Linked DNA regions of Mus musculus: regions 1, 2, 4 and 5 are each linked to region 3. The links are chromatin contacts, called in public promoter capture Hi-C maps. All regions are on one chromosome and are shown on one strand. The core of a region is the stretch at or near the end of the contact, and the rest is flanking DNA. Distances in the headings are between cores, read along the strand shown.

Region 1 (4,963 bases), core at 1,487-3,986, 2.6 Mb after region 3:
CCAGGTATTGCAGTATCCCCCTTTTTTGGTAAAATTTGCAGTGTGGGGACTCTGTCCTGTTCATGACTAGCAGAAGCATTTGTATCAGAGCTGATGCCCTTTTTGCAGGGAGAGCCTTCCCACCTTGTCTACCATAGCTAATGCCAACACAACATGTACTACATTACAACATAACATGTACATGACACTACACAGGGCATGTTTCCCCAGGGTGCTTGCCAGGGCAGAGGGTAGGAGGCCATGGGAAGGAGGGCCATGTTCCTGTCAGCCACCTCCTCCTGTGAACTCTTGGTGCTGGAGTGGAACCAGTACCTGGTGTGGCAGCCATCTTGCCACAGATCTGCCAAGACTGGCTCTCTGGTTCCTAGATGGGCCCTGGACCTGTCATACTCAGACCAATTGAGATGGAGAGCTGACTGGCTCTGGGAGCATCTGACTTGTTCTGTTCTTGAAAACCATATAGATAGGAAGGTGACCCTAAGGGTGTAAGTAGTGTTACAAGCTACAGGTTGCTTGGATCTTACTTGTCAAGCTTTGTGAGGTAGGGCCTGGACTAGGGGATCCAGTGTGAAGGTAGTACTGTGTTTGCCTAGGTGGGCCCTGTGTTGAATGAACTTCCGACTTTTACCTAGTCTTCTTGGCCAGTGGAGATTCTGAGAGAGCCCCTAGGGACCACTCTGTACATTTCTTTTTTTCCTCTGGGGTGGCTAAAACTAATTTCTGTTGCTTTAATTAAGAGTCTTCGGGCTGGTGAGATGACTCAGCGGGTAAGAGCACTGACTGCTCTTCCAAAGGTCCTGAGTTCAAATCCCAGCAACCACATGGTGGCTCAAAACCATCCGTAACGAGATCTGACGCCCTCTTCTGGAGTGTCTGAAGACAGCTACAGTGTACTTACATATAATAAATAAATAAAATAAATAAATAAATAAATAAATAAATCTTTAAAAAGAAAAAAAGAGTCTTCAGAGCCTTGTCTGGCTGGCCCATCGCAGGAAAACAGGATCTGCCAGCCAAGGAACTTCACTCAACCCTCCCCGTTGCATCCCCAGCATAAACAGCAGGTACTCTACGAGCACGCGCCTTCCTATAGGCAGGCAGGGAGGGGACAGCATGTTCTCTGAAGCAGAGACTGAAACTGGACAAGGTACAGAATGGCACCAGATGGGCAGAAGCTGAGTCTCCATGCAAGCTCCTTGCCTTAGCCCAGCTGGTGAGTAGAGGGAGATGCATTCTCCCTTGAATACTGCATGAGCACCCACAGAGCTGTGCCTGCCGGGCTTCTGTAGTAAGGCTGACCTGGGAGGCTGGGCAGCCTATCCTTCCTCATAGTGCTCTGAGGGGTATCTCTGTGTTCACATAGAAGCCTGGAGGTTTTGGAGGAGAGGATCTGTTGTCTCCAGCTCCAAAGGGACCTCATACACACATTGCAAAGATCACTGTCTCCACAATTCCTTCTGCTCACTTCACTCTTGGGAATCCTGGAGAGCCAGATCAAGCATATGGAAGGGACTTGTCCCGTGTCCCTCTGGGTACTTCTTTCAGTATATCCAGTGGTAGGATGCTGAATGGGCTATGTGGAAATACTTGCAAACATTCTTATTATGCCCTAGGTGGCACCATGACAGGCTTCCAAGAGAAAGAGGACATTAGGCCTCTGAAGACTGGGGCTTAGTAGCCTAGGCTTTGGACAAAGAGCAAGGGGTTTGTTGGGGAGAGGCCTGGGGAACTTGAAGACCAGCTGGAGGGGCCTCAGACCCACTCCTCACAACCCTTATTGCTTAGTTCTGTACCATCTGCCAAGACACAGATCTGTGGCAAGAGCTCATGGATCTTGTCAAAGATGACTATGAACTTGAACTGTTCCTCCTACCTCCACACCACCATTCCTGGATCACTAATAATTATGATATTATTTATTTTTTATTTGTTTTTTTTTAGCTTAAAAAGATTTATTTTGTAAGTATTGTGCTTACATATATGTATCAACAGTGTGTCTGATCTTCAAGATAATTCTGAAGCACCATTGTGGGTTCTGAGAAACACAGGATCCTCAGCAAGAGTAGAAAGTAATCCTAACCACCGAGCCAGGGCCCCCCATCCCGTATGTGTGAGTGTGTGCGCGCATGCGTGTGTGTGTGTGTGTGTGTGTGTGTGTGTGTGTGTGTGTGTGTGTGTACGCACGCGCATTTGTATGTGTTTTATGCAGGCTTGTATTCCAGAGTGGTTCTGAACTCATTATGTAGTCAAGGATGACCTGTTTGACCTTCTGGTTCTGCCTAAACGTTCAGGATTATAAACCTGTGCCAGGCGTATGCTGCGCCGAGGAGCAAACCCAGGGCTTTGTGCATGGCATACAAGCACTTACAACTGTGACACATTTCTAGTGCCCTGACCCAGACGTATTATCTTGTGTACTTGACTCCGGAGCCCTTTTCAATTCCAACAGACCAGCAAATCAGGTAACAAGGCTGGGAGGTGCTGAAGGAATGAGGTATATGGAGAACTACAACTCCCGGTATGCATCTGACCCACCTCACACATTAATTTTTGGTAAGGGGGCCGTGAGCCTGCCTGGGAACGACAACTCCCGGCGTGCCTTGGTGCACTTTACCTATTTCCGGCGCGGTGCGGGCGGGGGGTGCGGGGGGTGGGGTGGGCAACAGCAGAATGCCTGCCAAAAAAAAACCACATTTCCCGGCATACCCACGGGCGCTCATTACGCACTTCCGGCGCGGCTGCGACCGCGCGCTCCGGGCGGCTACGGCGACACGGGCAGTGGCAGCAAGGGTACAGCTCCTGCCCCTTCAGTGACGGGCGGCGGAGCTGACAGGAGCCGGGGCGGGGCGGCGGCGGCCAGCGAAGGAGCGCACGGCGGCCCGGCCCCGCCCCTGGTCCTCCCGCCAGCCTCAGTGACCTTCACTGGTTCGGGCGGCGGGTGCAGGCCCGGGCGGCGGCGCGATGTTCGTGCAGGAGGAGAAGATCTTCGCGGGCAAGGTGCTTCGGCTGCACATCTGCGCAGCCGACGGCGCCGAGTGGCTGGAGGAGGCGACCGAGGACACATCGGTGGAGAAGCTCAAGGAGAGTTGCCTCAAACATGTAAGGCCGAGCTCCTTACGACCCAGTTCCACCTCTGCCTCCGTTCTGAAAACCAGAAACCTAGACTTATGTCCCAGACTCCGCCCCAGTCCCCAGCCTTCTGGTTGCCCCGACACTCCTATCTCTACCTAGACGCCAGATTTTCGCTTCTTCCTGGACCGGTCCCCAGTCCCTGCCGTGCAGCCCGCTGCTCCCAGCCTTCGCTCCTCCGGGCCTGGGCAGCGCCTTCCGCTCCTCCAATCACAAACCTAGTGCTCAGAGAAGAGCATCTGGCCCCCGCTGTTGAGCGAGCTTTATTTAATTTCTGCAACGTGCTAGGGAGGTGAAGGCGAGAGTGAACAGAGACTGGGAGAGGCAAAGGCAAGGGATCATGGTTTTCTAGCCTTGGGGCTTGCCTGCTGTTGGGATGAGCTTTTAGTTTCCTCCAGAAGCTGGAAGTAACTAGATCCCATTATAAGAGGACTGGCTCCTTGCCTGAGGAGCCAGCTGCTAGGAGCCCATGGCCGGGACTTGACACTTAGCAGTAGTCACTTAAAATAGTGTCACTGTGGGACAAGTTCCTTGGCTTCTACTTTCTATTGGGGCAACAGTTGATTGAGTGGGAAGGTCCAGGATGACTGTCTCCTGCCAGCAAGTGGCATTTGTTAAGTTTACTTACATTCAGTGAACGTTGTACTATAGTTAGCCTTTTAGTTTTAGTTAAGTCTTGGAATTAGTTCTTGAAGCCTTCCTGGCTCTAACTGCTCCCAGTTGAAGATGAAACAGATGTCTGTTAGACACTGGTAGCCTATGGAAGCACCATGCCAGACAAGATTAGTGCCAGATAGCTTTTTAGAGGGGACTCTTCGGAAAGTTAGGGATCTACAGCAGTAGGTTGTGTTAAAGTTCAGCATTGTGTTTCCTCTAAAGGCAGTCTTCAAGTTACTATAGCAGCTGCTTGCAAAGGGTAGTTTATCATCTGTGTGCCTTTGTGTAGTCAGTGTGTAATGTCAGGCAGGCTCCAAGAGATCTGTTTCAAGCCCCTCTTCTGCAGTGCATTAGATGTTGAGTAACCGTGGGTCTCAGTGTCTGTGGTTCACCTCAATGAGGCTCACATACAGGACAAAATGTATTTTAGACTGCCCAAGGAGTCCCCAACCTTTAAGCTTGTGTTGAGCCTGTGGATTTTCTCAATAGCAAGACCCAGAGGCTCAGCAGAAGCTTAAAGACTGGGGCCTCCTTGGGCATCTAGACTGTTCCCTAGCATCCATGCTGGCCTAGTACTATGCTGTGTCATCTCCTAGGTCAGTTCCTCGGGGGCTGAGCTTGGAGTAACTTCAAAGTCGGTGTAAGGATTGAAGGAATGAAAGGTGTCAGCCTCAAACCACATGAGCATGGGATGTCACCTTCACTGCTGTGATCTCTTGCCTAACTCACTTGTGGTGTGGATATACGTAATGAGCATGGCAGTATTCTATGAAGGGGGTAGGGAGATGATTCACAGATGCTTGCTAATACATTTTAGGGGCAGTATGGTTAGGCTTAGGCAGCAGGTTTTGATATGATGCTAATTATTTGTGATGTTTAATATTCCAGTTGATATTGGAGTTGTATCATTTTGACCATTTTTGTCATTATTCTTGTTTAAATTGAGACTATTCTACTCCACATTTTCCAGGGCAGAGGGCTGAAGCAGCAGGAGAATTTCACAGCATTCTAGATCACAGGGCTGGAGAGCAGAGGCATTAGAACTGACCCACCTCCGGGTCCCATCAGCTCTAGGAGTCACACTGCATTTATTAGAAAAGATGATCTTCTCGTTGTACCTGACTGTAAACCTGTCATGCACAAGATACTTTATCCTGACCTGACTTCCATGTTCTTT
Region 2 (4,908 bases), core at 2,264-4,763, 2.3 Mb after region 3:
AGGACCTGATCCAGTGCGTGAGGGCAGTGCACTGGTGGCTTCTCAGAGGCCTTTCCCTAGACCACTGCCCCATTTTGGCCTCACCTCCCCCCCCCCCATGACCAGACCCCATTGGAGCCCCCCCCCCCTGCCAGGCTACATGTCTTTGGGCTATGGAACCCAGAGATAAGAACAGGGTGAGTACAGCTGCAGCCACAGGAGCTGGACAGCAGGGGTAGGTGCTGAGACTACTTGGGGCTCTTACTTTCTGTTCTGAGGCACAGGAGTACCACTTCTGGAACACCAGCCTGGAACCCCCAGGGGTGCTCTTTGGGGCCTGCCCACCTCCCTGTCAACAGCTTTCCACCTTCTCCTGCCCTCTGGGGGCAGTCAGTCTGATGAGGCTGAGCAGACAAGTTCCTGGATCCTCTGTTCCCACCTCTGCAGGCCTAGAAGGTGCTGTCCACCTGTCACCTGTCAAGGTGATCACACACCCAGGGGTGCCACCATTTGAACAAACAGATGCTGGGTTATCTCAGACCTCTGAAAGGCCTGTTCACTCCAAGGGTTGCCTGAAATTCTACTCTTGAGGCTCAAAATCAAAGTCACCTGGGGTCTAGAGCTTAGTGTCTCCCACTGTCCATGCCACTCCAATTCTGGGAGTGAGCAACTCTTGTCTGGCATTGGCTTCTGGCCAGACAGACCTACAGATGAACAGACAAACAGTGATCCTTCACCTCCCCAAAGAGGAGGGCACTGCCCACTCAGCTGACCCATCTCTACACTGCGGTCCTGACCCCAAGCCATGTCACCTCTGGAGCCACTTTCAAAGGATCACAGCTCTGTGCCACTCCCCTTACAGATGCCAAGAACACAAGAACCAAGACCCAGGCACTGTCTGCCACATCTCAGTCACTGTAGCAGCAGCTGACTCCACACTCTGCTCGTGGCCTCCTGATCTCATCTGTGTGTCCCCTTAAGTCTCCTGGTGTCCTCTAGTATCCACAACGAGCTGTCTAGCTACCTGAATCTCTGCCTGCCCCCTTCTCTGCAGAGCAGACACCTGGGACTGATCCCTGGCCCAAAGCTTGAGAGACCCTTGCTCACAGCTCCGCACTGCCCAGCATCTCACAGAAGGAAGTTACGCTGACTTTCCCTCAGCAGCCAGGGAAGGGGTGAGAGGGAGTAAGGGGCAGTAGAAGCTGCGAAGGGAAGAGATATCTTAGCTTCAGGAAAGGACCTAAAGGTCAGGGTTGCAGGGCTACCTGGGGAATTGTGCTGTCTGGGACAGCGCTGAGGAGAGAACACAGAAAGAGATACTAAAGTAGGGGACCAGCATTGTATGGCCATGTGGCCACAGAGGCCTTGCCATGCCCGGGCACCAGTAGCCCCTACCCTAGGTGCACCTTTTGTAAGGCCACTCCAATGTGGGCTCCCCTGCTAACCCTCCCTTCCCAGCTTCACTCAAGCCTTAGCCTCTTCCTCGTGGGGCTGGGAGTCCAGAAGAGGACATATAAGGACTTCCTGGCTACTTGTCTCTGGGACCCTCTAGCCCAACCCCCTGTTCTGGCCTCAGTGCCAGTGTACCAGAGATTCTCAACAGAGACCCTCTCCATTCTGCCCCACCCCTCTCAGTGTTCCTGCCTCCCTGAGCCAGCCCCTCGCTACACTCCATGAGGAGCTGGCCATTCAGGGACATTATCTGTGGCTCTTCTCAGCTCTTCAGCCCCATTTTATAAGTATCAAACCCTCTCAGTCAGATACCAGTAAGAATGGGGATGCTCGTGGGACAGTGGATGATTCAGAGAGTGTCTCCCACCAAGACATCCCATATCAGCCCAGGGAAGCCTGGCTGTGACACAACAGGTGGAGGCCAAACAGCTCACGGGCCTCCTGGAAGGCTCAGTGGGAAGGCTCTTGGCTGCACAGCTTAAATCTGGTCCCAGCTCAACCCTCTGAGCTCAGCTTGGGTTTCAGCTTGGAGGGATGCCAAGCTGAGCACAGGGCCTCAACCAGTATCCTGAATACTGTTCCTAACCAGTGAGAGCTACACAGGGGCTAGGGTTCTACCTAGTGAGTCACCTCAAGGGGGAACTGGGAGCAACTGACACAGCTTTGAGACCTGTGCTCTGAATGTCCACCTCCCTCTCTTACATGCGAGCACTCGCACACACATACATACACACACGCACACGCACATGCACACACACGTTGCAGTCTGCCTAGTAGACACCTCCTTCTCACAGGGGTGGCTGGCCCTGAGTTAAATGTGACCCCACAGAGCCTCTGCTCCCAGGGGACTCCAAGAAGCTGCTAGCAAACCTCTTACCCTTGCACTAGAACTTGGAGGAGGGTGTGGGGCTCAGGCATGATCTTCAACACCACACAATGGGGACACTGTCTCTGAGCTGCAGCATTAGAACACTGTATTAGAACGGGACGGCAAGGATCTGTTCGCCAGGCACCAAGCCCTCATTTTGCTCTTTGGGGGTACTAGGCAGAGCTTGGCTAGCTGATGAACCACCCCACTTGAGTAGATTTCTTCAGGGTTGACCCCTAACAGGGAGACCCCAGATATGGGGAAGGGCTAGACGAGGTGGGGGCCAGAAGCTAACTGAAGGATGCTGGGCCTTCCTTTAGGTCTGATGACAGCCCCTGCCCAGAACTCAGGCCGGTCCAGCTCAACCTGAAGCCAGAGTGAACTGACAGCTCTGGTCCACTTCTGGGATCAGCATCTCACCGGAGAACACCCTCATCCATCAAAAGGGAGTCACCAGGGAGGCATGGAGCCAGGGGCAGGACTATCCTGTCATTCCCAGTGGGCGGGCACACAGCACAGACCGCTCGATCACCTGTGAACCTGCCTGGAAGGCAAATGCCTTTGTAGGGAAGCACACACCCACTTGCCTGGCTCAGGCCCAGCTCCTTCTGGCCTAGGGCTGGGGATAGCTAGTGAAGGCAGGGCCCCATCATGACAGCCTGGGTCGTGGCCATGCTACACCAACACCGGGTCACGGCAGTGTCAGGCTTGAGAAGAGAACTCCAGATAACGAAGACTGGCATCCATGCTACTCAGGGTCCCGCAGAGCCGGGTGGTGGAGTGCCCGCCCCGTAAGCCCTTTTGGCATCAGGACAGGGTTGCAGGCAGAACCCAGTCCCAACCCCTCTACCGCGAAACTGATCTTTGGGCCCTGGGCCCCGCGCCCCCACCGCTCCCTACGCAGATCCAGGGAGGCGCGTCCCCGGCCACGTTGCGCGTCGCCGCAGCAGCCTTTGTTCTGGGCCGGCAGCCTCCCGCCCGCGTCTGCCGCTCAGGTCCCCGTTCCCATCCCGGTCCTTGAACTACCTGGAGTAGAGGCGCCTGGAGGCCGGGCCCGGGAGCTCCTCGGCCACGGGCGGGGCCGGGCTCGCCATGAGTCGGGGACGCGCCGAGCAGGAGCACCGCCCCGCTCTGCGGCCGTCCGCCTGCCGATCTGCCCGCCTGTCCGCGCGTCCGTCCGCCTGTCCGCGCGTCCGCGGGAGACGCCGAGGAAGTGATGTGCTGGGGTGCCGCCGCCCCTCCCGCCAGAGCTGTGATGTCACCGCCGCCAGGCGGAGGGAGGGTGGGGAGGGGCAGGCGCCCACCGGCCACCACTGCGGCGGTCCCGCCTACCGTGGGGTGGGCGGGGCTCTGTCTTTGAGGTCCAGTGCAAGGAGAGTCCTGCTCTAGTGTGGACAATGCTGTGTTTCCTTTTCTTTGGGGGGGAAGCCCTGCTAAGCCTGGAGTTTAGTGCTTTTTCTTACACACACACACACACACACACACACACACACACACACACACACACACGAGAGTTTGCTGTCACACACACATCCTGTTCCTTTCCTGTCACCTCTTGTGGGGTACAGGCCATGCAGATGCTCCTGGGGCTAAGGAGAAAACAGGTCTTCCTAGATGGAGTCAGGGTGGGAGGATGCTGTCCAGCCCTAGGCAAGTCTCTACCTTCCTAGGGCTTTCACCACCAGATTTCATGTTGAATTTCATCTGTGAAATGCAAGCGTTTGGAAAACATACTGGAAGAACACCAGGAGCCCACGTGGGAGGCTGGCCGTTGCTCATTCATCTGCCTACCCTCCTCTGAGTTCTCCCAGGACCCTGAGGATCTGAACCTCGGAGTGATCTTTCTTCATCCAACTTGAGTAGCCTTGGAGCCTTCACCTCAGCCAACCCCCAGCCAGCCACAGGGCACCATCTGGACAGCCAGTTCCATTGGGACTCACCCAGGTCTCTGCTCTTCTCTCCAGGCCACTCTAAATCTTCTTGAAAACGTAGCTGTGACCCTCAGTGGAACAGGAACATGTCAGGGTGCAGACTATGGCAGTGTCCTTGGCAGTTTTTCTGCACCCCTGGACCCTGGTCTGAAGAGGGACACCATGCCAAGGTCACCCCAGACAGACCCTGCAGACGCAGCCCACAGTACAGTGGCTTCAGGCGGAGAAAAATGGCAACAAAAACAAACACAAGATAAAACTGGGCTGTTGGCCCTGAGCTAGTTTGTTTTCCTAGGAAGGAGCAGGAGCGAGCAATGAGAACCATCTGTGCCTGGGGCGAGGCGCAAGCTTGCTGCTGTCCCCACACCTCCCCCTAAGACCACAGGAGCCAGGGCTTGCTCTCTCTTGGCTAAGGCAGAGTGTGTGTTATGGCTGGCCAGGCACCACCCACGTTTGCTGAAGTCTCGGGCCTGGTCCCTAGCAGACCCTGGCTCTGGAATGCAGGCGCTTCCTGGTTGCCTTCAAAGGATACAACATACACATGGAGGCTGCTATGACCCACTTGGTGTCAGACTGGGCTTAGATTCCCAGGCCTTGGTTTTAGGAGGCCCTTAGAGACATACTGCAGCAATACAAGCCCCTGCGGGCCCCCAGCTTTGCCAAGGACCAAACCAATGA
Region 3 (4,777 bases), core at 19-2,518:
TCATCATCCACTCCCCACAGACCCAGGCATGCAGGAGACTGCATTTCCTAAATGCTAAATGTGTGGACACTGCTTTCATTAGCTGCCTGATCCTTTTGGCTCTTCTCAGCTTCCAGTCTGAAGGGTCTGATTAGATAGGTAAGTTTTTGTTTGTGAGGGTCTGTGCGCCAGATCTGGCTTGGATCCCAGGCAGGACCAAGTCTCTTTCTCTCAGAAGCTTGGCCTGAGGACCTCAGGTTGGTCCTTGTCTTTGTCTCCCCTCCTGCCCTTCTCCGTGGTTCCTGTTCACATACGGACATGCCTCTCTAGAATGAGATTGATTCAGTGTTCTGTGGCCACGTGTCGATCTAGGCCTGGATTGAATGAGTCATGAAAGTGTCGCCTCATTCATTCACTGGCTCACAACATCTTTAGTGAATGTATACTCTGTGTCTACCCCCGTGTTCAGGTCTGAGAGGTCCGCAGCAAAGCAATACTTACCTTTAGGAAGCTGCCAACACAGTAAAGCAAGGCCAGCATTAAGCAAATAAGGCTGTGCTCCCCGATGTGTGCGTCTGAGTGCCGAGTGCACCAAGGAAATCAGCAGACTAGGTTTAGGTTATCATGGTGGATCCCCAGGGGAGATAAAGCCTATACATAAACCTAAGTGATGAAGAGAAGCTGACAGCTAGGTGGTGGGGGGAAAGAGGGGTGAGGGTCCCGCTGAGAACAGGAACAACGTGAGATCGCTTTCTAAGATCATGTTTATATCATAAGGAGAAGAGATGACAGCTGAATATTGAGAGTGTTGCTACATTGGATGAGGGGTTTACCGAGGCTCCATGTAGCTTAGAAGCAGCTTTGTAGGTTCAGGAACCGAACTTCTTCTCATTCAGAGGTAGAAGCACCGAGTTCAGCAGACTTACCTATCTAATCAGACCCTCACAGAACCAACAGGTGAGTAGCCTATGTTGCAAATTTTGCTAAGCATGCTGTGCGTACATCCTAATATGGGATGCGATGTGCATCTAATATTTTACTGTCATCTCTGCAAGATGACAACAAAGGCTTTGAAGCTTGTGTATTAAACTCACAGAGGTGTGATGATAAGAAGTTATCAATTTGTTAATTTACAGTTGCACTCAGCCCTAAATACATGCACACAGGAGCAAGGCTAAGAGGACTCAGTGGACTGCTTTTTCTTTGACAGCCGAAAACCAGCTCAGGGATGAGAGGCGGGCCAGAGGACGCCTGGGGCACGTCTTCAAGCTCTCATTGGACGGGATATCCGGAAAAACCCGGTCGAATCCTGGCTTGTCTTGGTTGGGTCGGCTGGTGGGATACGCCCTCGTCTCGCCCCTTTGTCCAACCCTCTTCATTTTAAATTAAAAAGCCCCCAGTTCTGTGTGGTGTAGCAAAATAAACAGTTGCGGCGACGCACTTCTTCCTGGAGGCCTTCGAGTCTCCATGATTTAAGGAGACGAGAAAGGTAAGGAGGACCGGAACAATTCCTTCGCGGAACCTTTGAGGTGAGGCCTCGCGGAGCCATTTGAGAACGGACCGCGGCGGGCTGGAACCAGACTAGTAGGCATGGCGGCGGCGGAGCCGGATGCGGACCCGAAGGCCGCCATCCCTGTGGACCTGCGGCGGGAACGGCGCTTGGTGTGCGTGGAGTACCCGGGCGTAGTACGTAACGAGGCCAAGATGCTACAGACCCTGGGCGGCGAGGAAAGCGTCTCTCGAGTAAGGAGCTGGGAAACTCCGGGACCGCGGGAAAGGAATCGTGTCTACTGAATGGGCGGGACCACCGGGCGGGAGAGCGGTTTCCGTGGCAACGGAGAGTTTAGGCAAGCTCTAGGACCTGTTGTGAACTAGGCGGTATTTTCTTTCTGTCCCCAAATGTGAGTAGCATGCTTGGCATCTATCCCAGGACAGTGAGCTGCTCTGACCTTATTGCTCTCGGCAGAAAACCGAGGCACGGGAGGAAAGAGAACTTTTCCACCACCTGTAGTTGAAACTAAAAGTGACACAATTCGCCGGCGTTGTATTATGTGGTTAGCACGTACAAAGTGCTCTCCCGCCCCCCCTTGGTTTTTTCGAGACAGGGTTTCTCTGTGTAGCCCAGGCTGACCTCGAACTCAGAAATCCGCCTGCCTCTGCTTCCCAAGTGCTGGGATTAAAGGCGTGTGCCACCACTGCCCGGCTTTTTTTTTTTTTTTTTCCTGAGACAGGGTTTCTCTTACAGCCCTGGCTGTACTGGAACTCTGTAGACCAGGCTGGCCTCGAACTAGAAATCCGCCTGCCTCTGCCTCCCGAGTGCTGGGATTAAAGGCGTGCGCCACCACGGGCCGGCATTTTTTAATTTTTATTTATTTATTTTTTAACATGCCACAGTCCTTTCAATCCCCAGGGCCGGAACTGACAACATCTGCATTTTACAAGTAAACAGGCCACATAACCACACAACAAGTAGTGGACCTAAAGTGATGCTCTGTGGAATCTTGGAATTGTTTCTTTAGAAATGATTTCCCTGAACATCTTAGCATAAGCAGATTCTGGCTCCTTCCGTTGATAATTCCACTCAGATTTCAGTTTGATACATGTATTACCTGTTCATGTATTACATTTATTACTTGGCCCTGGGGCTGTAAACCGAGCTAGGATCTCTCTTGTTTACCTCTGTACTAATATCTGTACAGATTCCCCATTTTATAAAAATTTATCAAGTATTTGGTTAAGTCCTAATGAAGCTGGGCAGTAGTGACCCACACCTTTAATCCCAGCATTACAGAGGCAGAGGCAGGTGGATCTTTGAGTTTAAGGCCAGCCTGGTCTACAGATCAAGTTCCAGGACAGCATGAGCTAACAAAGAAACTCTGTCTCAAAAGAACAAACAACAAAACGTCCTAATAATATCCTAGTGAACTAGATACTATTTTTCTTTCCTTTTTCCAGATAAGGGGGCAGGTAAGAAAGGCTAAGCCAGACATTGCTACTGGTATGACAGGAAAATGAATTCCAGCACAAATACAGTCTGAGCTGCTGCTCCACTTTTTTATGGGTGTGGATAAGAACTGATGGATGTTATGATATTGAGAGAATCCTTGTTCTCCCTTACCCCAGGGTTGCCTGATATAGACAGTCTTCCATTCTTACATTTTTCTTGGGTTTCTGAAGTCGTCCTAATGTGTCAGGCCATGGCTGGGCTCATCCCTGCTCTGGTAGGTCAGAACTGTGCGTTTTATGAGAAGGGTGCCTGAGGAATGAGGCTGCCGTTTTCAAGATTCTAACCTTATTTTTAGTTGTGTATCCAGGTGATTGTGAAAGCCAGAAGAGGGCGTTGGACCACTTAGTGCTGTGATTACAGGTGGTTGTGCACTATATCCAATGTTTGGGTGCTGGGAACTGAACTCCAGTCTGGAAACAGCTCCTAACTTGTGAGTCATCTCTCCAGCCCTCAGGCTTCTTTTAACTTTCATGTTTTCCCTAACTTGCTACTGAGCGCTTCCTGAAGGCCCCTATCCTGAGTACTGGGAGTCAGGAGTTAAACTTATGGGTGGCCAGTGGATTGCGCCAGTACACACTCTCTGTTCACACACACACAGCTGACACTCACTGCATGCCTCTTACCAAATGTGGGGCAAGCATCTGTTCACATGTAGGTGTTAGTACTTACCAGGAGTTAGGCACCACTGTTTTAATTTAATACTCGTAACAGTATCATATATGAGGTGGACACTATTCAGTGGGAGGGTGGGGGGTTGTTTGTTTCTTTTTTCTTTAAGAAGAAGGAACTGGGGCCTTGAAGGCTATTGGTAATAATAAGCAATGACTGCCAGAGACTATCAATTGAGTCCTGGAGCAGGTGGGTAGTTTTTGGCTTGGTTGGCCCTACCTTAGTCAGTCTGAAAGCTTCTGTCTATTCAGTAGTAAACAGGACAGTAACCCTGCCTGTGGTGTGGCACCTGCACTTGATAGGTGATGGATTTTACTTAATTAGCTGTTATCTCTCACTTTGTAACCTATTGGAAGGAGCCTCTTTGACTTCATTCTCTTTACTACTTAAACATGAATAAACTTGGGTTTAAAAATGAGTCCTAGCCGGGCGTGGTGTCACATGTCTTTAATCCCAGCACTCGGGAGGCAGAAACAGGCAGATTTCTGAGTTCTAGCCTGGTCTACAAAGTGAGTTCCAGGACAGCCAGGGCTACACAGAGAAACCCTGTCTCGAAAAACCAAAAAAAAAAAAAGAGTCCTACTTGCCCCACAGAATCAACTAAGCAGGGCTCACGGGGGCTCAGAGACTGAAGGGACAATCAGGGAGCTTGTATGGTCTGAGCAAGGTCCTCTGCATATATGTTATGGTTGTGTAGCTTAGTCTTCTTGTGGGATTCCCAACACTGGGAGCAGGGGCTGTCACTGAGTCTTTGCCTGCTTCTGGGACCCATTCCTCCTACTGGGTTGCCTTGTCCAGCCTTGATATGAGGGTTTGTTTGTACCTAGTCTAATTGCATCTTGTTATGCCATGTTTAGCTGATATTCCTGGAAGTTCTGCTCTTTTCTGAAAGGAGTTGGAGGAGTGGATCTTGGGGAGAGGGGAGGTGTGAGAGGGAGGAACTGGGAGGCCAGGAGGGAGGGAAACCAGCAGTCAGGATATCTGTACAGAGAAGACTAAATGAAAAGCGTTCGGTGGGAATGAAGAGCTGGCTGTGGAGCATGCGCCCGGGCCCTTCCTGCATCTCTGTCAGCTGCATTGTGGGAAGAGGTGCAGCGCTCTGTTGGGTGTTCAGCTGCTTAC
Region 4 (4,697 bases), core at 714-3,213, 2.3 Mb after region 3:
GTTTAGATCGAAAAGACACAAACATGGCTTGCTGCTACTTTAACATCCTTATTTTAAAATGTTGTCTCTGTGTCAGCAAATGTTAACTGCATTGGAATTCTTGACTATCAGCTAGAGACAAGCGTCAGCCAATCTCCAGACTCTCTCATATCCCCTGAAGTTTCCTTATCCATCCTGCCTCAGACTTTCTTGCCTTCTGTGTAGAGTTGGGACCTGAAGATCAAGCTCTCCCATCCCAGGCTGGCCTTGTCCAGATCCTTTCCACATACAAACTGAGGGTCAAGAAGCCAGTCCTGCTGGGCATGGTGGCACACGCCTTTAATCCCAGCACTCAGGAGGCAGAGGCAGGCGGATTTCTGAGTTCGAGGCCAGCCTGGTCTACAGAGTGAGTTCCAGGACAGCCAGGGTTACACAGAGAAACTCTGTCTCAAAATTTAAACAACGACGACGACGACGACGACAAAGAAGAAGAAGAAGAAGAAGAAGAAGAAGAAGAAGAAGAAGAAGAAGAAGAAGAAGAAGAAGAAGCCAGTCCTACTCTCATGACTGCCTCCCCCCACCCTACCCCCAGGCAGTTTCCCTACCAGTCTCTCTGGTCCCTTGTCCTGCTTATTCATCCTCTGGTGACCATTAAAAATCAAATAGCTTCTCTGTATTTGTCTCCCAACCATGTCTCCCTGTTGCAGGATATTTGATCACAATGTAAACCCCAAGACTGTGTTATTTACTGAGAATAAAACCGGTTTCTAGTTGTGGTGTGGCTCAGCCCTTAGCACACACCTTTAATCCATGAGCTTTCTGTTTATTGTAAACAGTATAGATTAGATATAGATATAGATATAGATATAGATATAGATATAGATATAGATAGGCTTTTCAAGACAGGGTTTCTCTGTATAGCCCTGGATGTCCTGGAACTCACTCTGTAGACCAGGCTGGCCTCGAACTCAGAAATCTGCCTGCCTCTGCCTCCCAAGTGGTGGGATTAAAGGTATGCGCCACCACGCCTGGTTTATTGTAAACAATATTAAATAGGTCAAGAGGAAGAACAAGAGACCAGTTGACAGGGAGTGAAGTAGGAAAAACCGTACAGTGAGAGATCAGGTAGACAAACAGGAAGTAGAAGAGATTACATATTCTCTCTAGTGTTTGGAGAAAGCAGAACATTAGCATAGGAAAGTAGACTGAGTGATTGGAGAAGCCAGACATGGTGGTGCACATGTGTAATCCCAGTCCAGGGAGGCAGGAGGACAGATTCAGGCACATAGTGAACTCCATGCCAGCCTTAGAACCCTGTCTAAAAAAGAAGAGTCAGGTCTACCTCTCCTTTCTACCATCTTAGCAGGAAGCCAGCCAACTTTACCAGGTGGTTCTACTGTATCATGTGGGTTATAAAAAGGTCAAGGGATCATCGTGGATGTTTGAAGTTGACAGGTAAAATCATAGGTTGCATGTAAAATCTAGGATTCATGCTACATAAGAAATACAGGCATATAGCAAATATTTTTTCGATCTGTTTTTGTCCTATTAAATCTGCATTTCAGACTGAAAATCTTGGCCTGGTGTTTACTCAACATTCAACATGGCACGGGCTATTTCCCCTTGCTAAATCTGGCTACTTAGGCCCAGGACTTTCACTAGGTGAAAATTGCTTGCGGGTTTTAAGATTTTTAAGAGTTTTTTTTAATTGGGATAGGGCCAATGACCAGAGGCAGGGGCGGGGCCAGGAGCACAGGGGCGGAGCAGACTTAAGGAATGAGGCGGGGCCTACATTCTGGGGCGGGAACAATGTTCGGGGGCGGAGCAAAAAAGCGAGCTGTGCGGGACCTGGAATGACCAGTGCTGGGGAGGGGGGTCAAATTACGAGGGCGGGGCGAGAACGAAGAGTAGTGCCTGGGAAGATTAGCGGATTCGGGGGCGGGGCTAGTGCCTAGGGCGGGACCGGCGCGCGCAAGCACGTGACGCCGGTTGCCAGGGTGAAAGGTCAACGCGCCGGCGGCACTCCCAACATGGCTGCCGCCCGGGCTGTGGCGCGGGATCCAGGAGCTTATGCGCGGCAGCCACCGTCTCTTCGAGCCGCGCGGCTGCCGCGGCTGCTCTTCCTGCTGGCGGTGGTGGCGGCAGTGGGGCCCCGGGAGGGCGGCGGGGCGCGGCTCTACCGCGAGGGCTCAGACGCCGTGTGGTTGCTGGACAGCGGCAGCGTGCGGTCGGCCACGGGCAACAGCTCAGCCGCGTGGCTGGTGCAGTTCCACTCGTCGTGGTGCGGCCACTGCATCGGCTACGCACCCACCTGGCGAGCGCTGGCGGCGGACGTGCGAGGTGAGGGCCCCGCGCGCCGGTGGACGTTCCTCCGACGCAACAGCTACGTGGGCGAAGCCCCACAGATGGGGCCGATGGCTTTCCTGAGGTCGCCAGCTCAGAACACCGACTTCAACATGTCCCCAACCACTTATCCTAGCCACTACCCGATCAGTTTGACTTTCCCCATACCCAGCAATTGCATTTCAGAGGCTACCCTCTCCACTCAGGAAGGTCCCCATTCCTGTCAAACCTCAGCCTCGTTTGCTAGGTAGCCGACCATATGGTGGGCATTGGGCTGAGAAACTTAGATACCCACTCTGGGGACTGCTCTGCAACAGCAGAAAGTTTACAAAGCGTCTTCTTGCTGGGCTTCTGGGTCACTAGCCATAGCTTTCAGGAAATCTTCCCATATATGTTTAGTTACTCACCTTTGTAGAACTCAGACCCCTTGGAGCAGCTCCTGTAAATGGAATTTAAGTGGCCTTCCCAGCACTGGCTTACATTTGGCTTCACTGGCTTACAACTGTTGAACTAACCTCTAATTACAGATCTCTCAGGGCAAGACAACAAATTGTTACTCTTTTTCCTGCACCTTTGGTTTTAGGTCTGATGTTGAACACTGCTGTGTTCTTCTTAAACAGATTTGCAAAGAAGCCCTTTTTCCAAGTACGCAATTGCAGATGACTATTTTAAAATGTTTACCCTCTCTTTCCTCATTGTTGGGGCACTTTGACTTATATTTTTTTATTTTTTTGAGACAGTTTCATGACGTTGTCCAGGCTGGCCTTGAATCCATTGACCTCTGCTTTGGTCCTTATGTAGAATCTAATGACATTGTTCTCTTGGGTCGTAAGTTTTCTTTTTCTTTCTTCTTAATACTTAATTTGTTTTGAATTACATGGGCGTGGGTGTGTGCAGGTGAGTGCAGTTTCCCTTGGAAGGCAGAGGTTTTGGATTCCCTGCAGCTGGAATCAGAGGTGGAGGGAGCTGGGAATGACACTCCAGACTGAAAGAGCAGTGTGTGGGGTTTTCTTTGTTTGCCTCTTTATTTATAGTTTTTCAAGCCAGGGATTCTCTGTGTAGTCTTGGCTGTCCTAGAACTCACTCTATAGACCAGGTTGGCCTTGAACTCAGAAAGATCCGCTTGCTTCTGCCTTCTGAGGGCTGGTATTAAAGGCGAGCACCCACAACACCCTGATGCAGTCTGTGCTTTTAAACTTTGAGCCATCTCAGTTTCCTTAAGTCCTTGACAAGCACTAGCCAAAAGTGAGACAAGACAGTGAAAAGACAGTTTATACACTGGTTTTTTGTGGGGGTTTTATTTTTATTTTTTGCCACTCAATAGAGGAGAGGATTTTCCATTTCTTAATGCTTGTTGGTGGACCTGCAGGTGACCCTGGCAAGACTTGTTGGCAGCTTTTTTGCTTATATCAGTTCTGGCTTTCAATCTGGTAGCTAACTTGTACAAGCCACATCACGTGTTATAAGCTGGCTCTTCTATTAACCAAACCAACAGAGAGTGCTGCAGTTGTCCCCGGAATTTGAAAGGAAGAACAGTTCCAAAAGTGCCACAGTAAAAATGCACAGCTAATGCTGTGGTTGGCTTAGTGAACTGCAGTTGTCTTTAAAGAGTGACTGGTGCCTAGAAGATGGGGCAAGGTGTGGTGAAAGTGAAAGCTGACTGGCAGGGGCAGGTGAGGGCCTGAAGAGGGGTGCAGGATGTTGAGGGCAGAACTGCCTGAGTCAGGATGTCAGAGGCTCCTGAAGCAAGTCACCTGAGGACTTGGTAGGTGCTAACCCTAGTGTTATCAGTCCCAGCCTAGGCTGCTGGGTGGATCCTAACTTCTGGAGGTGTCTGGTCACCTGTTGTAAGGGATCCTGCCTAACTGCAGGATCCCTTACAACACCTACAGAAGTGATGACATCCCATGTGATGCCTGTCATGTTGGACAGCTTCCCCAGGAAGCTTCTGACTCTCACTCCAGTCCTCCTGTGACAGTGACCTCAGTACCTTCCGTGCCTTGCCTTGTAGACTTGTGTGTAGAATATGGGAAGCACTAGACCTTCTGCCTGGCCTCCACTTGGCTATGCTTCCTGCTGGCTTCCTGCCTGGGTGATCTAACAGGACAGAGGGTGCTTAGGGGTAATCAGTCACCTGTGAGTTGGACATGCAGGCCTTGTATTGGGTCCTCCCCAGTAGTTTCTTCCTGCCTCCATGAAATAGCACCTAGTGGCTTCTCCTAGTCCCGACCCTAGTCTCTGGTTGGACTGGCTGTGTTGCCATGGTTGACAATTAGCTAGAAGGTACTTTATGCTTGTCTTCCTGCTCCTCAATCTTTTCTAATTGAATGAGCAGCTGGAAAAGGTCGTGGGGGTTGGGGTGGGGGTGGGGGTCC
Region 5 (4,316 bases), core at 594-3,093, 2.2 Mb after region 3:
TCAGAGCCACACCTGTCAGTCGGGGGTGCAGAACCACATCAGCCAACAGATCCACCACAGTGTCCAAGCCTTTGCTGTCAGCAGACACAGCATACATGGTGGTGTCTCTGAAAGGAAATAAGCCACAATAGCAGGTGCATGGTTTACACCAGATAACAACTCAGTCACTGAGGCCCTTCATGCCAGCAAAGACACTACCACTACCTCTTTCTTGGGTGTGAAGGCCTTCTGGGAGCCACAACTGCCCACAGTGAAGCTCTCCATGAGATACTTTGGAACCAGAGGAAACTGGTTCTCCTCTCTTCACAGAGGAAGTCTCTCACTCAGGGCTTCCTAGGCCTGGACAAATAACCAGCTGGTCTAAATGAAGACTGGTTTCACATGGACACATGCCCAGCTTCAGATAGCCAGCAGCAGCCTGCCTGTTTAGCTTAGCATTCTTCCCAGGTAAAGGCCTGGACAATTAAAGGTCAAAGGATGTCAGAGAAGAAACTAGTATGGAATGCTTTCTGTCCCCAACATCAGGCATGCTGTGGATTTTCAGAGAGACTCTAAGAGACTCTGACCAAGGATGAGGAGGACATGATGAGGAGGACAGATGGACATGAAATACCTTGAGGTCTGGCAGTCACAGATACCACCATGTTTTTCCAGCGTAAGCAGGATTTCGTCTTTGCTGTCAAATCGAGCAGTGGACTATAAAAATAATTAAGCTTAAGTAAATAACCCAAAATCCATTAAGTGTACATTTGCTTTCAAACACACAAAATCATGTCAGAAGTCTTTTGTGAGCACCAACTTCATATTCAGATCCTTAACTAATACAAGTTCTTAAAAAGGAAAACTGAAAACTTATAAAAATTACAAATTAGACACTGACCGAAAATGCCAATTTTTCCAAAAAATGAGCTATTCCACTAAGATATTTCGCTTCATATCGTGATCCTGAATTAATAAGAACTGGTAATAAAAAGAAAATGGACAGGTTAAGCCAAATATTCAAAACATTTAATCAACAGAAAGTTTTCAAAACAATGGCCAATAGAACTTACTTCCTACGGTACAGAATTGTCCAAACTTATTTTGAGATGCCACACGAAGCCCATTGTCCAGAGTGGTAACTTTGGTTTCAAACTTTTCCTGTCCATCAACTGTTGCAAAAATAGGCTTGGGTACTCCAGGCAAGGGAGAAGAGAGGGGGATGTTGGGGTAGGTGGCACCACTGCTGAACCGTCTGTGTGCAGGAGATCCAAACCTACAGCAGAGCAGCAAAATATTTAGTCTTATTTTATGTCACGGATGTATGTTCATCACAGGCATGCCCGTTGTCCATGGAGGTCAGAAGAGGGCTTTGGATCCCCTGGATAGTGGAGTTATAGATAGATGGTTGTGAGCCACCAAATGGGCGCTGGTAGCCAAACCCAGGGGAAGCAGTCAGTAGGCCTAACTACTGAGCCATCTCTTCGACCCCGGTCTTTGGGGCTTCACTGTCCACTCTGATCAGCAGGCTGCGTGAGAAACGAGTTCCTGTGCATATGGGCCTGGGCAAGCCCGGCCCCTCAGGGCTTCGCTTTGGTCTAAAGGCTCCAGCCGAGGGACTCTGCCGACCACTCCCAACCAGGTTCCAGTCCCCAGCTCCTTCTCCAGGCCCAAGGCGCCTGTGCTCTGATCCAGAGGCCCATTCTTCTCTTCCAGTTCCCCCCGGTACCAACTCCCCCGAGTCCTCCCTTCCTCGCACCGAGACAGGCCTCGGCTCACCTGGGCCGCGCGCACAGCACCGCAGATCCCCGAAGCAGCCGCGCAGCCGCCCACACTGCCGTCGCCATCGCGCCGCCGCGCTTCTGCGGTCACTTCCGCTTCCGACCCCGCCCCGCGGCGTTCGGCGCTGGCTTCCGGCCCGCCGAGCCGGATGAGGCAGGGGCCGGCGACTGCCTTGCGGGCCATGGGGCCGCGGCCGGGTTAGGGCGCGGCGATGTCGGGCTACGCGCGGCGGCAGGGCGCGCCCCCTCTATCGCGGACGCGGAGCCTTGTGGTTCCCGACGGTGAGCGGCGCGCGGCTGGGGCAGGGCCGGGGGGCGCGGGCGGCGGCGGCCCGCGGTGAAGCCGCTCTCGTTGTCGCTTACAGCTCCTGCGTTCTATGAGCGCCGGTCTTGTCTCCCCCAGCTAGACTGTGAGCGCCCCCATGGCGGGGACCTGCACCCCCATCTCTTCGGCTTTCGGCCGACGTTTATGTGCTATGTGCCCAGCCCGGTGCTGGCTTCGGTAGGAGACACAGGTGAGAGTCGGTCGGGGCGCCGGCCACAGTGCGGAGCTGGGCAGCGCGGGGAGCCCTCCCCACAGCCCGCCCGCCCGCCTCAAGGCAGGAAGGTAGTGCCTGGTGGAGCTCGGAGGCCACTTAAGCCCACCGGCTTGGGCAAGGCCAGGGGCTGGACCTAGCGGGTCTGCGTTCCACCTGCAGCTGCTCTTAGAGCGCGCAGGGATGTGTAGTTTACCGCATCCAGCCTCAGAAGACAGCTTTCTAGTCCCAGACTCAGTGGGAGTCAGGCGTCTGCGGTCTTCACCTCCCTGGACAAACGCTGCAGTCATAAGGCTTGCTGTGATCACGGTGAGCTGACCATGTCTTTTTGCAGGTTTTGGCTATGGAAAGGGGAAATGTACTAACCAAGGTCCTTCGGGAGCCCCTGAGACGCGCTTTGGAGGTAGAGTAGCTCAGTGGGTCTTCTTTCCCTCTTAGACTCAGTGCCTGGCAGGGGTCTGGCCATGGGCTTTCAGGATGACAGGGTTTAAGGGGTATATACCTGGAGCCCAAAAGAGCAGTGGAGCCGGGCAGTGGTGGCGCACGCCTTTAATCCCAGCACTTGGGAGGCAGAGGTAGGCGGATTTCTGAGTTCGAGGTCAGCCTGGTCTACAGAGTGAGTTCCAGGACAGCCAGGGCTACACAGAGAAACCCTGTCTTGAAAAACCAAGAAAAAGAAAAAAGCGACATAAGATGTAGGTGTTATGAGACCCACATAAGCAACTGAGTCTGATAGGTGTGGAGGTAGAGGCTGGTCAACTAGGGTAGTTGGAGAGAAGGTCAGAGGAAGGGATGGCATAGAGCAGTTCCTGAGATGCACTGTGGCATCTCAGCAGCTTTGAATCGCCTACAGTAGCCTTCAGCCCACTGTGTTGTGTGTTTGTGTGTGCGCACAGGGGGTAGTATGTGTAGGGGGGTGGAGTGAAGTCAGCCTCAGCAACCTACAGGCTTTACTGGGGAACTGGGCATATGACTCAGAGGTAGATCAGTTACCTGAATGTGGGTGGACCCCTGGACTTGACCTTTGTTTGGCACAGCATTTTTTGTTTCTTTTAAAGTGGCAAGGGTTGTCTCAAGGAGGCCAAAGGGTGAGAGCCTGCATATTCTCTAACCTCTTTGGCAGCTCTCATGTTCTGTAATGTTCTTTGAGTTACAGTTGAAACGTGATGGTAACACAGGATGTTGGGCCCTTTCACAGTCTTCTGTGGTGTTCGTTTTTTCAGGTGACAAACTTGAAGACCTTGAAGAAGCCAATCCATTCTCCTTCAAAGAGTTTTTGAAAACCAAGAACCTCAGCCTGTCAAAAGAAGACACGACCACCAGCCGAATTTACCCAAAGGTACATCTGGGAAGCTGTCAGTGGTTGCCTTAAAGGACATCTCTTGTACCTTACAGCTTTGGAGGCAGACACTTGAGTGTGGGGAGCAAAGCAGGACAGATATGGCTGCTGACAGAGAGACTGTGTATGGGTGGAACAGCTGCTTGGCCCCCTTTTGGTAGATGAGATGGGCCTTCTTTGTGGGAGCATAGAGAAGGCTGAGCATTGGCTTCCAGTCTGCAGTGTTTCTCTCCACTGTTTTTAGGAAGCCTCAAGGCACCCACTGGGACTAGAGCACAGCTCCCCTGCCTCCCAGCTCATGGGATATGGCCTGGAATCTCAGCAGCCATTTTTTGAAGACCCAACAAGAGCCAGCAACCTAGAGGAGGATGAAGATGATGGATGGAATATAACCTACTTGCCATCTGCCGTGGATCAGACTCATTCCTCTAGAGACACACAGGACTCACCGCCCTGTGACACCTACCTTTCCTTTTTCTCCAACTCGTCAGAGCTGGCATGTCCCGAGTCTTTGCCCCCATGGACGCTGAGTGACACCGACTCCAGGATCTCCCCAGCGTCTCCAGCTGGGAGTCCTAATGCAGACTTTGCAGCTCATGAAGAATCCCTAGGGGACAGACACCTGCGGACGCTGCAGATAAGTTATGAAGCAGTAAGTGAGGGCAGTGTGGCACCCAACAC

Evidence for each region. Promoter capture Hi-C pulls out the DNA fragments that hold promoters and counts their contacts.
Region 1: a promoter capture Hi-C map of neutrophils shows a contact between it and region 3, with 4 times the contacts expected there. The contact joins the promoter of Ubac1 here to the promoter of Gtf3c5 in region 3. A contact is called at or near these places in 6 of 39 promoter capture datasets (erythroid cells, hematopoietic stem and progenitor cells, liver and 2 more), 1 of 484 Hi-C or Micro-C datasets (CD4 T cells) and 1 of 9 other capture datasets (liver).
Region 2: a contact with region 3 is called in a promoter capture Hi-C map of liver, with 2.4 times the contacts expected there. The contact joins the promoter of Gpsm1 here to the promoter of Gtf3c5 in region 3. A contact is called at or near these places in 2 of 39 promoter capture datasets (both in liver).
Region 4: a promoter capture Hi-C map of pre-B cells shows a contact between it and region 3, with 2.9 times the contacts expected there. The contact joins the promoter of Qsox2 here to the promoter of Gtf3c5 in region 3. A contact is called at or near these places in 1 of 39 promoter capture datasets (pre-B cells) and 1 of 115 datasets of contacts at active chromatin or transcription factors (astrocytes).
Region 5: a contact with region 3 is called in a promoter capture Hi-C map of pre-B cells, with 2.4 times the contacts expected there. The contact joins the promoter of Pmpca here to the promoter of Gtf3c5 in region 3. A contact is called at or near these places in 6 of 39 promoter capture datasets (the C10 cell line, embryonic stem cells, hematopoietic stem and progenitor cells and 3 more) and 1 of 115 datasets of contacts at active chromatin or transcription factors (astrocytes).

What each region holds. Positions count from the first base shown.
Region 1 is chr2:26,019,533-26,024,495 of GRCm38.p6, reverse strand. It overlaps Ubac1 (ubiquitin associated domain containing 1), which reads left to right and starts at 2,736. Exons shown (of 10, transcript NM_133835.2): 1 at 2,736-3,099. The coding sequence starts at 2,962.
Region 2 is chr2:26,314,138-26,319,045 of GRCm38.p6, reverse strand. Gpsm1 (G-protein signalling modulator 1 (AGS3-like, C. elegans)) reads right to left here and starts at 3,513. Exons shown (of 14, transcript NM_153410.5): 1 at 3,326-3,513. The coding sequence starts at 3,393. Gm52505 (a long non-coding RNA gene) reads left to right here. Exons shown (of 2, transcript XR_003953775.1): 2 at 2,620-3,697.
Region 3 is chr2:28,579,770-28,584,546 of GRCm38.p6, reverse strand. Gtf3c5 (general transcription factor IIIC, polypeptide 5) reads left to right here and starts at 1,268. Exons shown (of 12, transcript NM_148928.3): 1 at 1,268-1,722. The coding sequence starts at 1,570.
Region 4 is chr2:26,234,665-26,239,361 of GRCm38.p6, reverse strand. Qsox2 (quiescin Q6 sulfhydryl oxidase 2) reads left to right here and starts at 1,963. Exons shown (of 12, transcript NM_001302956.1): 1 at 1,963-2,319. The coding sequence starts at 2,010.
Region 5 is chr2:26,386,875-26,391,190 of GRCm38.p6, reverse strand. Pmpca (peptidase (mitochondrial processing) alpha) reads right to left here and starts at 1,843. Exons shown (of 13, transcript NM_173180.3): 1 at 1,759-1,843; 2 at 1,053-1,255; 3 at 881-960; 4 at 614-696; 5 at 13-107. The coding sequence starts at 1,826. Entr1 (endosome associated trafficking regulator 1) reads left to right here and starts at 1,875. Exons shown (of 10, transcript NM_026563.3): 1 at 1,875-2,042; 2 at 2,126-2,275; 3 at 2,631-2,699; 4 at 3,520-3,635; 5 at 3,880-4,287. The coding sequence starts at 1,973.